2 separate regions of the Zea mays genome follow, and region 2 is linked to region 1. The links are chromatin contacts, called in public Hi-C maps. All regions are on one chromosome and are shown on one strand. The core of a region is the stretch at or near the end of the contact, and the rest is flanking DNA. Distances in the headings are between cores, read along the strand shown.

What was found. A called contact is a pair of places that touch in the nucleus more often than the background predicts.
Region 2: a Hi-C map of leaf shows a contact between it and region 1, with 2.6 times the contacts expected there. The contact joins the promoter of LOC100273514 here to the promoter of LOC100191764 in region 1. A contact is called at or near these places in 2 of 25 Hi-C or Micro-C datasets (ear and leaf).

The regions. Positions count from the first base shown.
Region 1 is chr7:182,033,588-182,040,677 of Zm-B73-REFERENCE-NAM-5.0, forward strand. LOC100191764 (Alpha-galactosidase 3) reads left to right here and starts at 3,794. Exons shown (of 15, transcript NM_001137189.1): 1 at 3,794-4,129; 2 at 4,218-4,276; 3 at 4,633-4,689; 4 at 4,778-4,812; 5 at 5,489-5,592; 6 at 5,691-5,763; 7 at 5,932-5,990; 8 at 6,093-6,158; 9 at 6,266-6,349; 10 at 6,446-6,510; 11 at 6,614-6,696; 12 at 6,925-7,015. The coding sequence starts at 3,936. It overlaps LOC100284532, which reads left to right. Exons shown (of 1, transcript NM_001157427.2): 1 at 1-168.
Region 2 is chr7:182,191,126-182,197,786 of Zm-B73-REFERENCE-NAM-5.0, forward strand. LOC100273514 reads right to left here and starts at 4,733. Exons shown (of 4, transcript NM_001147932.1): 1 at 4,070-4,733; 2 at 1,820-1,952; 3 at 152-236. The coding sequence starts at 4,587.

The DNA.
Region 1 (7,090 bases), core at 2,544-5,043:
CTTCGGTCTCGAACTCACTAGCGATCGCTGCACGGAGCTAGACGCAAAGATCGCGATGTGCCTGCTCTGTTGTACAGTGCGTGTATGTATGATGATTCGGGGACGCGCGCGTTCATGTGAATTGTGGTGTGCGTGCTACGGTTATGAATTATGACCACACTTGTCGTCGAAAAGGCCGTCTGCTTCAATTCGTGTGTGTGTTTTTTTAGCTTGGCTCTTGTTTGGTTCTTGTTGATGATGGTGTGATGCTGCAAGCCTGCGTAAAGCTGAAGGATCGATCGATCGTCCTGTGCGTTGTCACTGGGGTGTCACATGCATTTCAGTTTCGGTCTTTCTTTCAGGAAAGGGTGTACGGTCTTTAGTCTTTACGGAGGCTGCTCAACTTGCTAGCCAGAGCATATTTAAGTTGAGCATCCACTCTTTACTTTTAGGTAATTGCTTAGTTTTAAAAGTAAATTAATTTTTAAAGCAACTACTAAATGAATAATGAATAAATCATACGTGGCAAATAAAAGCTTGTTTGCATAGTAGATTAAATCTACCCAGAACTCATCTAGCAATAACAAGAGCCATGAACTCATTATTACTCACAACAGAGATTGGTCTAGCCGGACTAAAGACGAGTTCACGGTTTTAATGAAGTCCATAAAAGTTGCAACACAAATCAATTCGGGAGCAATCGTGTGATCGCTATCTAAAAACATGATTCACACCAACCCATCGTCGTCGTTACACCGATGACTCTCTTATCTAAAATCTTAACCCATAGTAGATACAAAATTGTTTCTCATCCTTTACGAGGATAATACCCTCTCTATTATAGGGGAGGATTAGGCTTACGGTAACCACGCGTAAAATGTTATAAACTAAAATCGACTTAGTTATGATACCCCCAACCTGATGAATACAATTTTGAACTTGTTGCGCAGGGCAAAGTCAAAAACTGAGTGGGCCTTTGAGATTTATTCTGAAATTTATTGTTAACTAAATAGGCCGAGCCCAATAATCTCCAACAGTAGTCCATCACCAGATCTAGAAGGCACACGCTCTTTAGGCTACCTCCTCAAGTGGAGCTTATAAGTCATATTGTCGTGTCTCATCCATGAGCTTCTTAGAAAACTCTCACAACCCACAGAGTGTGACCAACAATTAGCTCATATAGGTATGTTTGACTAGAATACCCTATGAGATGATATCTTCATGTTAAGCCTATGAATACATTAAGATAAAAATCATCCCGTCTTACACAGTCAAGAGTATTGCATCTTCTCTATAGTGGGTAACGTGATATATACTCTTCTAGTTACACTCATAGCTTGTCCCCCCAAGTCCTAATTTATGGAAACTCTGATCTCAAAGGTTTAGGTTGTCCTTTGTGCAACCCGTCAGTCTCAAACCCATCTCTTTTGATTCATCATCTATCACGTTTCAAGATAAACCTTTCGTAAACATGCTTGTCGATTTTGTAGCTCTTTTTATTTATCAACAACTATCACTCTAGAGTTCATCAGTTCCTGGCAAACTTGAACGACCTTTCATATGCCTTAATTATTTCATATTATCCTTTAAACTTGACACTTATATAACCATTTGATTATCACAGTTTATAAAGATTGTCAGAATGGGGTTTTTCTAGTATAGGTAACTCCATCAAGAACTCTCTCATCCATTTGCCTTCTATAGTAGCTATATCTAATGTAGTAAGCTTAGCATCCACGACTTACCTCATCAATATGATTTGTTTGCATAACCTTCATGAGACATTAGCTCCTCCATGAGTAATGGCATACCCCGTCATTGCATTTATGACATTAACATTAGAAATCTAATTAGAATGACTATATCCTAATGAAGCCCATAATTTATTGTACCACTTAAACATTGTATACCTCTCTCAAGCACACAACAACGATCATCTCCCCGATTAATAGTAAATCGGCTTAGTTTGATAGCTACAAAAAAGATATCAGATCGAATAACACCAACTAAGTACATGAGTGAACCAATTATATAAGAATGCATCGACACTTGCGTGTGTCGGTGTAGTTGTACTGGAAGGGGCTGTATCTTGTGAGATCATACCAATCATGTTTGTGGTGTGGGCATCACCGTGTACCAGGGAGAACGAGGCCCATGATGTTCCAGCCAGAACTCGATTGTGGATACGACAATGAGCATCTGAGAGAGGACGGAAGCGGAGCGCCACTTACTCGTAGAGAAGGCTTGTGGCTATTTACATAATTACCTGACCAAGAGCTTGACCCTCGCATGGGCTGCTACCCGTAGCGTAGATGCTGCAACCAGAATTAGTAGGAAGCTTGTGCGCTTCTTGATACCTTGATAAAAGGTCAATGAGAGTTTGCATCTCTATTTCATTTAATGTTTCACATTTATATTGCTACGTTTAGTTGTGTGCTTTAGCTTTCATAGCTTAGTCACAGATTAGTTGGTAGGACTGAAACACAAGCTGTATAAATTCGTGAGATAGCAAGCAACACTTAAACAAAGTCTTATTAGTTGCACGTAGCAGCCCTTCCCAACAGGCCAAACTTTGTAATAATAATTGTAAAAGCAAAGTTGAACCCTCTGGAAACAAAATAGACAAGAGAGGAGAGCCTGGTGAACGGTGACCACGGCCGTGCACGTGCACGAGTGAGCAGAGCAGGGAAGGAAGGAAATACGCTGGCATTCCAAGAGGACACGTGACGTCGTCCTCGCGCGCGGCCACTGTCCTGTCCTGTTCCAGTCCAGACGCGAGGCCAGGCCAGACAGACCCATGCTAGGCTATGGTGGATGCTTCCTCAGGTGACATGGACGTGTCTGTGCGTCTTCAGTTATCCACTGGTCGGTCTGCTCCTAGAATCCAGTCCAGAGTAACGTAGGAGCAAGCCATGGACTGGAGCGATAGCATAGCGCACTGTTCATGCATGCATGGGCATCTATCTGCTGGTGTCGTCGTCAGGTCGATCAGCTTCCATGGGTCGCCACGCCACTCCGCGGCCGCTCTCTTTCGGTCAGGTGACGAGCGATGCCTCGGCGTACCGATCAAACATGTGCCTACACCTGCAGTGGGTCTTTGCATCGTTCTTGTTCGCAGTCGCCCGCAGTGGCGAGAAGAGGACATGCGCAACGTACAAAGATTTCGCCATCTCGCCCTGCCAGACAGCCATCACTCCCCGTGATGATGGACATGGCCTCCGAGCCGACGGCGACGGTGGCTGGGATGGGGCAAAGTTGCTGTGGTAGGTTTCGCCGGGCTCCTCCTTCAATCCCGTGTCAGGTGTTGGTGGAGTGCAGGTGCAGCAGAGAGCCGTTGGCAGGCCGTCGAATCTCATATAGGGCCCATGTAAATCTGGCCTGCGCCTGACGTATGGGCCTCAAAACTAATTTATCCAAATAAGTTTTTCCTCTTCTTTTTTATTAATGCCGTCCCGTGGTGATGGTGATGGATATTGATGCCGATGCGGACAACTGGATGTGCAGTAGCGTACGTGTCTCGTGGTGGTTGATAGGTTCGTTTCTAGTAATCAGTTTAATAATTAGATTATATTTAATACTTCTAACTAGCATTGAGATATCTATTGTGACATAGACTAAAATTATATTGGGTAACTTCCTATATTATTAACCTTGCTCTAACGGTAATTTGAGATAGGGATCCATTTCATATGGAAAGATTAGAGATGCTAGCATTAATTATGTCGGTGTCCAAGCAGGGAGAAAATAAACCACGAATCGGATAATGCTGGTGGACCCAGCTGCCACCTGCCATTTGGGCCCCCGATGCTTGAAACACCCGCCGCGGGCCGCGTCGGCGTCGGCATCCGTCGCCACAAAACTCTCCTCGCAAGCGTCGCCGCCCCGCACAGATCAACCGCTCGAAATTTGGGGGAAGCAAGCGAGAGCAGCAGCAAGCCTCATCGGGAAGTGGAGAGATGGAGGCGGCGGGTCGCCTCCCCCTCCTCATCGTCTCCTCCCTCCTCCTGCTCCTCTCGCCGGAGCGGCCGGCGGAGGCCGCGCCGCGGCGAATCCAGCCGCTCGCCACCGCCGCGCTGAGCCGCCTCTACGACACCTCCAACTACGGCAGGCTGCAGCTCAACAACGGCCTCGCGCTCACTCCGCAGATGGGGTAGCTGGTGCCTGCCTCTGCAGCTGCCGCCACGATTCCTCCGCCTTTACCAGCGTTAATTCTGTACTGCAACGTTGCGTGTGCGCAGGTGGAACAGCTGGAATTTCTTCGCCTGCAACATCAACGAGACGGTCATCCGCGAGACAGGTTCGATTCCGGCTCCACCGCGGTCTCCGCCTCCTCGCTTCCCGCTGCCAAACTGGGAGCACCGCTACTCTAGATTTACTGATTTAGTATTACCCGTTTCTAAGTTTTTGGCCCAATTCGTAATGTTCGCCTATTTGGTGCGTTCCCCGCTGCTCAAAATACATTCAGATGGGCCATATCACGGGTCAATGATTACTGTTGGATACACATGACAATGGGACTGCTTCGGTTCACTGTTCAAGCGTGCATCTTAGCAAGCAGCAACTAGTGTTTGCATGTTTTGTGTGACAGCTGCCAAAACGCCTTCTCTAAAGCAGAGCTTGCTCAGACATGTTAACCACCTTTTTTTTGAACAGCTGACGCCCTGGTGTCCACGGGACTGGCTGCGCTGGGCTACAACTTCGTCAATATCGGTACACCACTGGGCTCAACACAACGGATTGTTTGTCGGAGACTATTTTGTTTATCTTATCTTTTTTGTTTGTTTCTTTACTTCTTCAGATGATTGCTGGTCATACGTGAAACGTGGAAAGCAGGTAATGGGATGCTTTGATTCCATGTTTTCCCAAATTCTCTTTCAATTTGCATTTGCAGACATGCGCTGAAATTGATTAGGTAGCATATAGTTTACTTGATCATTTTTATGCCATAATGGCATGATCAAATAATCTTAATTGTTGTGCTTGTTGAATGGCTCATTGTATACTTCGTCAGCAAAATGTTCGTGTGATCATCTTTCCTGGTTTTGGGTGAAAACCGGACCTCAGTGCATGTATTCTAAATTGGGAAAATATCTAACCTTGTTTGCAATGTCCTTATTTGTATACTGTTTAGTCTCTGATTTTTGTTTTGCAAAATATTTTTTACAACTCTATATAGGGTTCTAAACTTCTCCATACAACATGCCCCCCTGTACTTTTTTTTTGAGTTGCTCTGTTATATTTTATTTTTAGATTTTTTATTTTAAAATGGAGTTTATCTTTCTTTATGCCTACATGGGGGTACCCACACTGTTATTTGTCAATATCTGTTTTTTGTAGCAAATTGTTTTGCATTCTCCACTCTTTCTGTTTTGGCACATTGGGATGGATAGATACCCTAAATCACAAAATTGACTTATTTGATCCAAAAAATGTATACTAATACTGTAATACTTTCATAATCATCAGCTTATTTATACAATTCTAATGGATCTTTCTTTTTAACATCTAGGATCAATTGCTGCCTGATCCAAAGACTTTCCCTTCAGGCATCAAAGCCCTTGCAGATTATGTGCATGGAAAAGGTCTGAAACTTGGTATATACTCTGATGCTGGGTAAGTGAACATCTCAATTATAGAATTTCAGTTTTCTGCATCTGCGTGCAGTTAACTTAGCATTGACAACAATAACTCAATAAGATAAATCTTTTCAGGAAATTTACTTGCCAAGTTCGACCTGGATCACTCGGTCATGAAAATGACGATGCTGCGATCTTTGCTTCATGGGTATGAGCAAGAAGCATCCACTAAACTACCGCTCCATAAACATTTGCAATACAATATTGATTTAAATTGTTCATGTCAACCTACCTATTTGTGACTTCAGGACTTGAACTACCTATAAAAATGAAGATATTGTACTAATTCATGAATACGGAAACTGTTTATTTTCAGGGTATTGATTACCTGAAGTATGATAACTGCTACAATTTGGGAATTAAGCCTCAGAAAAGGCAAGACAACTCATATATCTTCCCTTAGTGTTGATCACAGTTTAGAACACACATGACCTTGACATATGTGCTAAAGTTTGTTTAATGGTGTTATATTTGTAGATATCCTCCTATGCGAGATGCTCTTAATTCAACTGGGCGCCAAATATTCTACTCTTTGTGTGAATGGTAGGCCTCTTTCCTTTAGAGGGGGAATACAATTATATGTCTTGCTTACCTTCAATGCTTGCTGAATCAAGATCTCTGTAATGTGCTACCATGCTATTTTAACTTAGGGGACAGTATGATCCAGCCTTATGGGCTGGCAAAGTGGGCAATAGTTGGCGTACAACTGACGACATAACGGATACATGGAAAAGGTAACCCATGTTCTTTTCAGAGGAAAAAAGAGATAGAACATTAGCTCTGTCGATGTGCTCTCAAACTGACTTATTTATGTATCTGGTGAAAACAAGCATGACAGACATTGCTGATAAGAACAACAAGTGGGCATCATATGCTGGACCTGGTGGTTGGAATGGTAATTATGTTAGTGATGAGTTCAAGCTGTCTGCAATTTGCTGTGCTTTGTGGAGCTGTTCAGTATACTGTTACTCTGTTATTGAACCTCTGCTTTTCTGCAGACCCAGATATGCTGGAAGTAGGCAATGGTGGCATGACCTTAGCAGAGTATCGCTCACATTTTAGCATATGGGCTCTCATGAAGGTAAGTTTTCACTGAGATTGGACCGATGTTGTATGGTCATATTTTGAGTAAAGAGGGTCGACCAAAGAGTTTTGAAAAATAAAAACTGTAGTTCATTGAAGATGATGGTTGGTATGTAAGTATTACAGTTATTGATTCTCCACTTACTGATGTTACATTTGGATGCGAGAAAGGAGATATCCTACTCCTAATGGGTTAACTGCTACCTTATATACTGTTGTGCTTCAGGCCCCTCTATTAATTGGCTGTGATGTCAGAAACATGACTTCTGAAACAATGGAAATACTGAGCAACAAAGAAGTAATTCAAGTAAACCAAGGTATTATTCTGATTCTTCTTTCGGAGAGAACATGTTATCCTGGTTTAGTATCACAGGCTACAAAAATATGTTTTT
Region 2 (6,661 bases), core at 3,483-5,982, 160 kb after region 1:
TACTAGCTAACCATGTGTTGACCATGGACACATGGTACAGCTTCTGAATATAAAAAAATGTGTAAGCTACCTAAGATGAAGCTAGGCTGCTGCGACAATGGGACACCCTCCCACATGAACTTATTATGAAAAAAATTAAATAAATGCTCACCGTCACGCAGTTGGGCCTGCTGCTCCATGGCCTGCAACCTTATCTTGAGCTCAGCATTTTCTGCTGAAAGTCCAGTTGTGTCTCTCTGCCGATCAAAACAAAACAGTGTGAAGGATATTAAGCACATTAATACAAGAGTAAATTGCACGCCTGGACCCTAAAGTATTACGAGATTGTTGTTTGTGTCGGTCTATTTGGCTCCCTAACATATTTTAGTGATCTTATCCTGGTCTAAAGTAGACATGGGGACACCTAGACCCTGACATGGCCATCCACATGGCGTGATTTAAGCACAACTTTGTTCCTGCACCTTCCTCATCGTAAAAGAGAGCGGGAGAGATGATTGGAGGAAACGAGTGAAGATGATCTCATGCACCCTTACCTGGCTATGAGCTTGTCCGCTGACTCTGAATGGCTGAAAAGAAGAGGATGGGGAGTTCGGGGATGGTGGCTCGATGGATCTTTCATGTGGTTGCTACTTGCTAGAGTCCAAGGGCACAGGTCCATGCGTTTCAGACCCTGGAAGAGACACAAGGGCGTCAGGAGGATTTCTGAGGCAGTGGCGATGGACCCACCCCTCCTTGGCGTGCGCACTAGGGATGATAGGATCGAGGACACCGGCCATGTGATCACCTTCAGTGAGCGACCCGAGCCCCACAAGATCACCGGCGAGGTCCAAGCTCAGCGACGACCCTGCACGACCACGACCTCCATGCCCACCTCCTGCATTGCACCAAGCCACCAACTAGCCCACTTAAAGCACCTAAGCCCGCAGCTCGCACATGCGCGAGAAACATGCCGGCAGGGATTTAAGAGTCAGGGAGAGAGGTGGGGAAAAGAAAGGGGCCAAAGTGAATTGATAAGGCAGGCCCAGGGGGGGTTCTTCTTAAATCATGCCATTCACTGCGGGCACGCATGTCACACATGACTTTACCAGCCATGTGGATGGCCACATCGTTCATGGCGTCGATGTTTCAAGTTTGGACCAATATGAGATCATTTGAATAAATTAGGGAGCCAAATACGCGATTTCATAGTTCGGGGACCTAGACGAGAATCAAATAATATTCTTGGGACTGGCCATGCAATTTACTCTTATACAATACAAAAGACATGGACAATTCAGAAAATGGAACCAGAAAAAATCTGCTGAAAATACAGGGTTTTCTGCTTAAAATTTGAAGTTGCTAGCATAAGATTAACCTAGTAACAATGTGCTTATCGCGATGAATTGGATCAATGGGGATAGTATAATCGCCAAAACTACAGTGCTGCTCAACCGTGAACAGTTCTTTTACTGCCACCAACCAAGTATTACTATTCAGACCTCCAATCGTTGAGAAAACTATATGAAACAACCCCAAGGAAGATTTCGCCCTAATCATGACATGTGGCATTAGTCAATACTCAACATGATCACATAAACTATAACATGTGTTATAGATCTCATTGCATGTGCATAGTCCAAAGAAAATATTATACTAACTGTTGATTTGTAAAGCAATTGGAGTTTGGCTCATAGAAATTACAAGTATGGACTATAGAGTACAGCTCGTTGCACAGTATATAATAAATAAAGTATCACTAAGCACTGTTATTTTCACACTAGAATAAATTAACGGAACACAATTCAGCAATACATGAGACAAACAGAATGATGAAAGGCACCTGGAATAGTGTCAGCTGTGCTGAAAGAGTAGTAGCCTCTGTCTGAAGAGTTTGAACCTTCCGCTCCAATTCTGTTATATATCGAGCTTTTCTTTCCTTTGACCGTGCTGCAGATTGCCTGTTTGCAATAATTCTGCACAAAACCCAAGATCAGGAAGGATCAGGAAGTATATGTTACAAATACAACACGCTGGTTAGATGATTCAGGTAAAACAAAGTTGACTTTGACAGATCATACAGTCAACTGATTAAAGATAATATATAGGTAACATAATAAAGTTAAAACTAGTTGACTGAAATTTACTAATCTGTTAAGATAATTTAGGTAATGTAGTAAAGTTCAAACAGTTGGCGAGGACAGATGAAAGTTAACTTCCTAAGTTCAAACAACATGGTTATGAATAAAAAGATCATGAATTGTATTCGCGACAGTTTGCCTACACTCCAGTAACTTGACATAATCTTCTCGCTGTATGTTCTTCTGCCTGTCATCCAAAATTTCAAGGAATAAAGCTACACACACACAGATCTGGAAAAATAATCAAAAGATGGTTGTGCCACAGAAACAAAGTAAAAAGAAAATAGTAAATGACAAATAGAACTTAATAGCTTCAACAAGTTTCAACAACATACAGTAAATCAATCAAATCAAGTTTGGAGCTCCGTCACATCTGTTAGCAGCTGCGGTGAACCTAGTAATCTAAGCCAAATTAGTTGCAAGTTTGATAGTGTTTCATAGCAAATGAATATCATGGTCTAAGTGTAATTTTATTTAGCACTATTACAACAAAGATTGCTTGATGTTAGATAGGTCCCATATTGAACAAATATTACAGAAATCAAAATGTGGCTGCAATCCAGGAGCAATTGTACAAGCCAGCAAAATGTAACCCTAAATTATAAACATGTGTTTATACCGCTTGCTTGTAGTGCAAACTTTTGGGAAAATACTGATGTCCAGTGCGGTTAACTAAACAAGAAAAAATATACTTGTGATGTAGAGCTATAAGGCACAATTAATAGAGAATCAGCATTCGCCCCAACTTCATTTAACATGTCGGAGGGCCTTCGGTATGACATAATAGGAAGATAATGATGTGAAACACTGCATGCCTATTAAATATGCGACAATTTTCTGTCATTTACAGCCTTTTTGCTGATTTAAGAATCTATCCGACAACGAGCAGCCTCTTAACTGATTTAAGAACCTGTTAGACAATTAACAACATAAAACAATCTTGAAGACTGAGATAGTAGTGTGCCTAATAAAATACAGTAAAACTGGGTATGCTACCTCTGTTATATCAATGATTGCCAATACAAAAGCGTATCAACGATAAATATCACCGATTCACCGAAGTCAGCTAGGACTTGAGAAGACCAAACATGGAAAACAATTGCATGAATTATAACAAGAGAAACACTATATCATATAGCTTGGCCCCAATACAAAGTTTTGGCAAACAAAATATAAACACCGCCAGCGTAACTTTAATATACGGCAAAAGAGAAACTATGGTTGTAGCATACAATTTTGTGCTAGAAAGAACCAGTTAGAACTTAGAAGTATGCCATGCTAGCTTGTGGGGCATCTTGGAGGGAATCTAGGTAACGCAGAGTGTCCAGTGAGGAAAACATTGCAACAAAGCAAATAGATGCTGTATACTGCATTTTTTACCTCCGTCTCTGTTTATTTAAGACTAAACAACCAGAAGCACCTTTAAAAACCAGGACGTGTGTCCAGCATAGAGAAAATGCCACGGAAACAATTCACATCTTCTGCTTGTTTGAGGCTAAACGACATGAGACACCTTTACAAACTAAGACACTAACTAAGGAAACCAAAAATGACATCTCCATAACTTATATGGGTGCTTGCTTTCACTTGGAAAGAAAGCTAGGAACCGACAAGGATTGAACTAGCTGCATCCAATTTAATTGGTCAGCTTGCTGCAACCCTATCCACTAAGCTGCCTTTCACTATCCCGGTGATTCCAGACCACGTCTCAAGTAGTTGGCAAGAATCACAGGTGGCGACGCTTCTTTTCTTTCTTTTTTTCATTTCAATGCACACAATATCAAAAGTCATTAAGCATTATGTGGCTTTTCCATCAATATATAGATCACAAAAAGTAAGAGCCATATCACCTGCAAACCTACCAACCAAGCAACTACCAAGTGCAGTCCTAGCTAGTAGTGTCAGAATGCGAGGACGGTGGCAATGGAAGGAGGGTGAGGTAAAGGCGTCACCTTTTGGCGCGCTTGGGATCGATGGCGGCGAGCTCGGAGAGCTGCTCGGAAGACATGGCCTTCTTGGCCTCCATCACCTCTCCGAACATGCCTCCACCGCCGTCCTGCTGGCCGCCCGGGCCGCCGGCGGCAGCCCCCATCCCGAAGCCGTCAAAGGAGACGCTGTGGCGGTGCTTGGCTGGGCGCGGCGGCGAGGAGGTCTCGGCGGCGCGGTCGCGGTCGGCGCCGGCGATCTTGTCCATGTCCATGAAGGTGGAGAAGAGGTCGTCCTCGGAGCCGATCTCGTCGAAGCCGCCGCCCCCGCCGCCGGGCAGGTCGTCCGGGAAGCGGAAGGCCACCTCAGATCTGGCGCGGCGGTGGTGGCCCACGCGCGGCGGGGGCAGCCCGGCGCCCGGCTGCTGCTGCGGCGGTGGCGGCGCCCCGCCCGGGACCGGCGGCAGCGGGCAGGGGAGATTGAGGTTTGGGCTACGTGCCGGCGAGCGCTGCGGCGGGTCGCCGGGCTTCGGTGGCATCGCCATTGCGACGGGCAGGTCTGCTCCTCTCCGTATCTCTCTCTGGTCGGGACTCGGGGTTCGGGAAGCGCACGCGGGCACGCGGCTACTACTCTTGGCTAGCTGCTCTGTTACCGCGACAGTGGCGTGTTGGGTTCTGAAAGAGAGTGGAGTGCGTTGGGGATCTGGGAACGAAGGGGCGTGGGAGGCTGGGGTGGGTCCCCGTAGTCATCACACGGACATAGGACCATGTGATCGCCCGCCCACGGGGTCGGCTGGCTTGTTTCGGGCCTAATACGTGGGCTGGACACATCTTGGGCTGGTTCAACTAAAGTTTGAGCAGACAAATGGGCTGGATGGACCTGTGGTGTAATGTTGCTCGGAGGCCTTGGGACACTTAGGAGATGTTTGTTTAGGATTCTAATCTGCTCATAGGATTCTAACCTGCTCATATTATATAATCCAACAAATTTTAAGCTAAGACTCTATTTTTTACTTCTAGGATTTATATAGTCTAGATTATAGATTATATGAGCATCTAATAACCTACATATAGATTATCATAAACTAGGTATTTAAATTATATAATCCACCTAATAATCGGTGATTTTTGTTTATCGCTTTAACTTTTTTAAGCTACATTAGATAATCTAGAGTGTAAATAAACATGGTCTAAGTATATTTTGTTTGAGATTATAATATGTACAGATTATATAATCCAACATATTTTGAACTAAGTGTTAGTTCAAAATATATAGGATTAATCTAGACGGATTATAATTATAAACAAACATCCCCTTAGGGTTTGTTCGTTTCGTCGTTAATCCATGTGGATTGGGTGATATTGAGTCGGTTTAAATCCATAACAAGTCAAAATCCATTTCAATTCATCCCAATACACACCAATCCACATGGAATTGAAATAACCGAACAAGGCCTTAGGTGGATTATATAATCCAACTTAAATAAGTTAAAAGACAAATAAACTATATAGATTATTAGATGGATTATATAATCTAGATATCTAAATTATGATAATCTATAAGCATGTTATTAGGTTCTTATATAATCCACTAGGTGTATGCATGTAAGTTGTTATGACGCCAACATGTTCTGATAAAATACATTAATATGCAGAAACATTAATCAACATTTCTCCTATGTGCTCTCCAATGAACAAACTGATGTCAAGAAAACAAGAAGGATGGAAAACAAAATCATCGACCAGCTTGCTCATACAAGGGAGTAGTGCTTTTCCAATCAATATTTCACCTTGTAAACTCAATTTTGTTCTAAAAGTATATTCAAGAAACAATTGAGCGGACTCCATTATAAGTTGATGAATCAGGACATTTTTTGTGGTACATTGACATATAACGAAGTAAAAGTGATAGTCGCCTAGAGGGGGGGTGAATAGGGCGAAACTGAAATTTACAAATATAAACACAACTACAAGCCGGGGTTAGCGTTAGTAATAATAAATGAGTCCGCAAGAGAGGGCGCAAAACAAATCCCAAGCGAATAAGCAAATGAGACACGGAGATTTGTTTTACCGAGGTTCGGTTCTTGCAAACCTACTCCCCGTTGAGGAGGCCACAAAGGCCGGGTCTCTTTCAACCCTTCCCTCTCTCAAACGGTCCCTCGGACCGAGTGAGCTTTCCTTCTTCTCAATCAACCGGGAACAAAACTTCCCCGCAAGGGCCACCACACAATCGGTGCCTCTTGCCTCGGTTACAATTGAGTGTTGATCACAAGAGCAAAAGAGAAAGAAAGAATGCGATCCAAGCGCAAGAGCTCAAATGAACACGGCAAATCACTCTCTCTAGTCACTAGGGCTTTGTGTGGAATTGGAGAGGATTTGATCTCTTTGAATGTGTCTAGAATTGAATGCCTAGCTCTTGTAAGTGGTTGAGAAGTGGGAAAACTTGGATGCAATGAATGGTGGGGTGGTTGGGGTATTTATAGCCCCAACCACCAAACTTGACCGTTGGCTGGAGGCTTCTGCTCGATGGCGCACCGGACAGTCCGGTGCACACCGGACAGTCCGGTGCCCCTGCCACGTCATCACTGCCGTTGGATTCTGACCGTTGGAGCTTCTGAC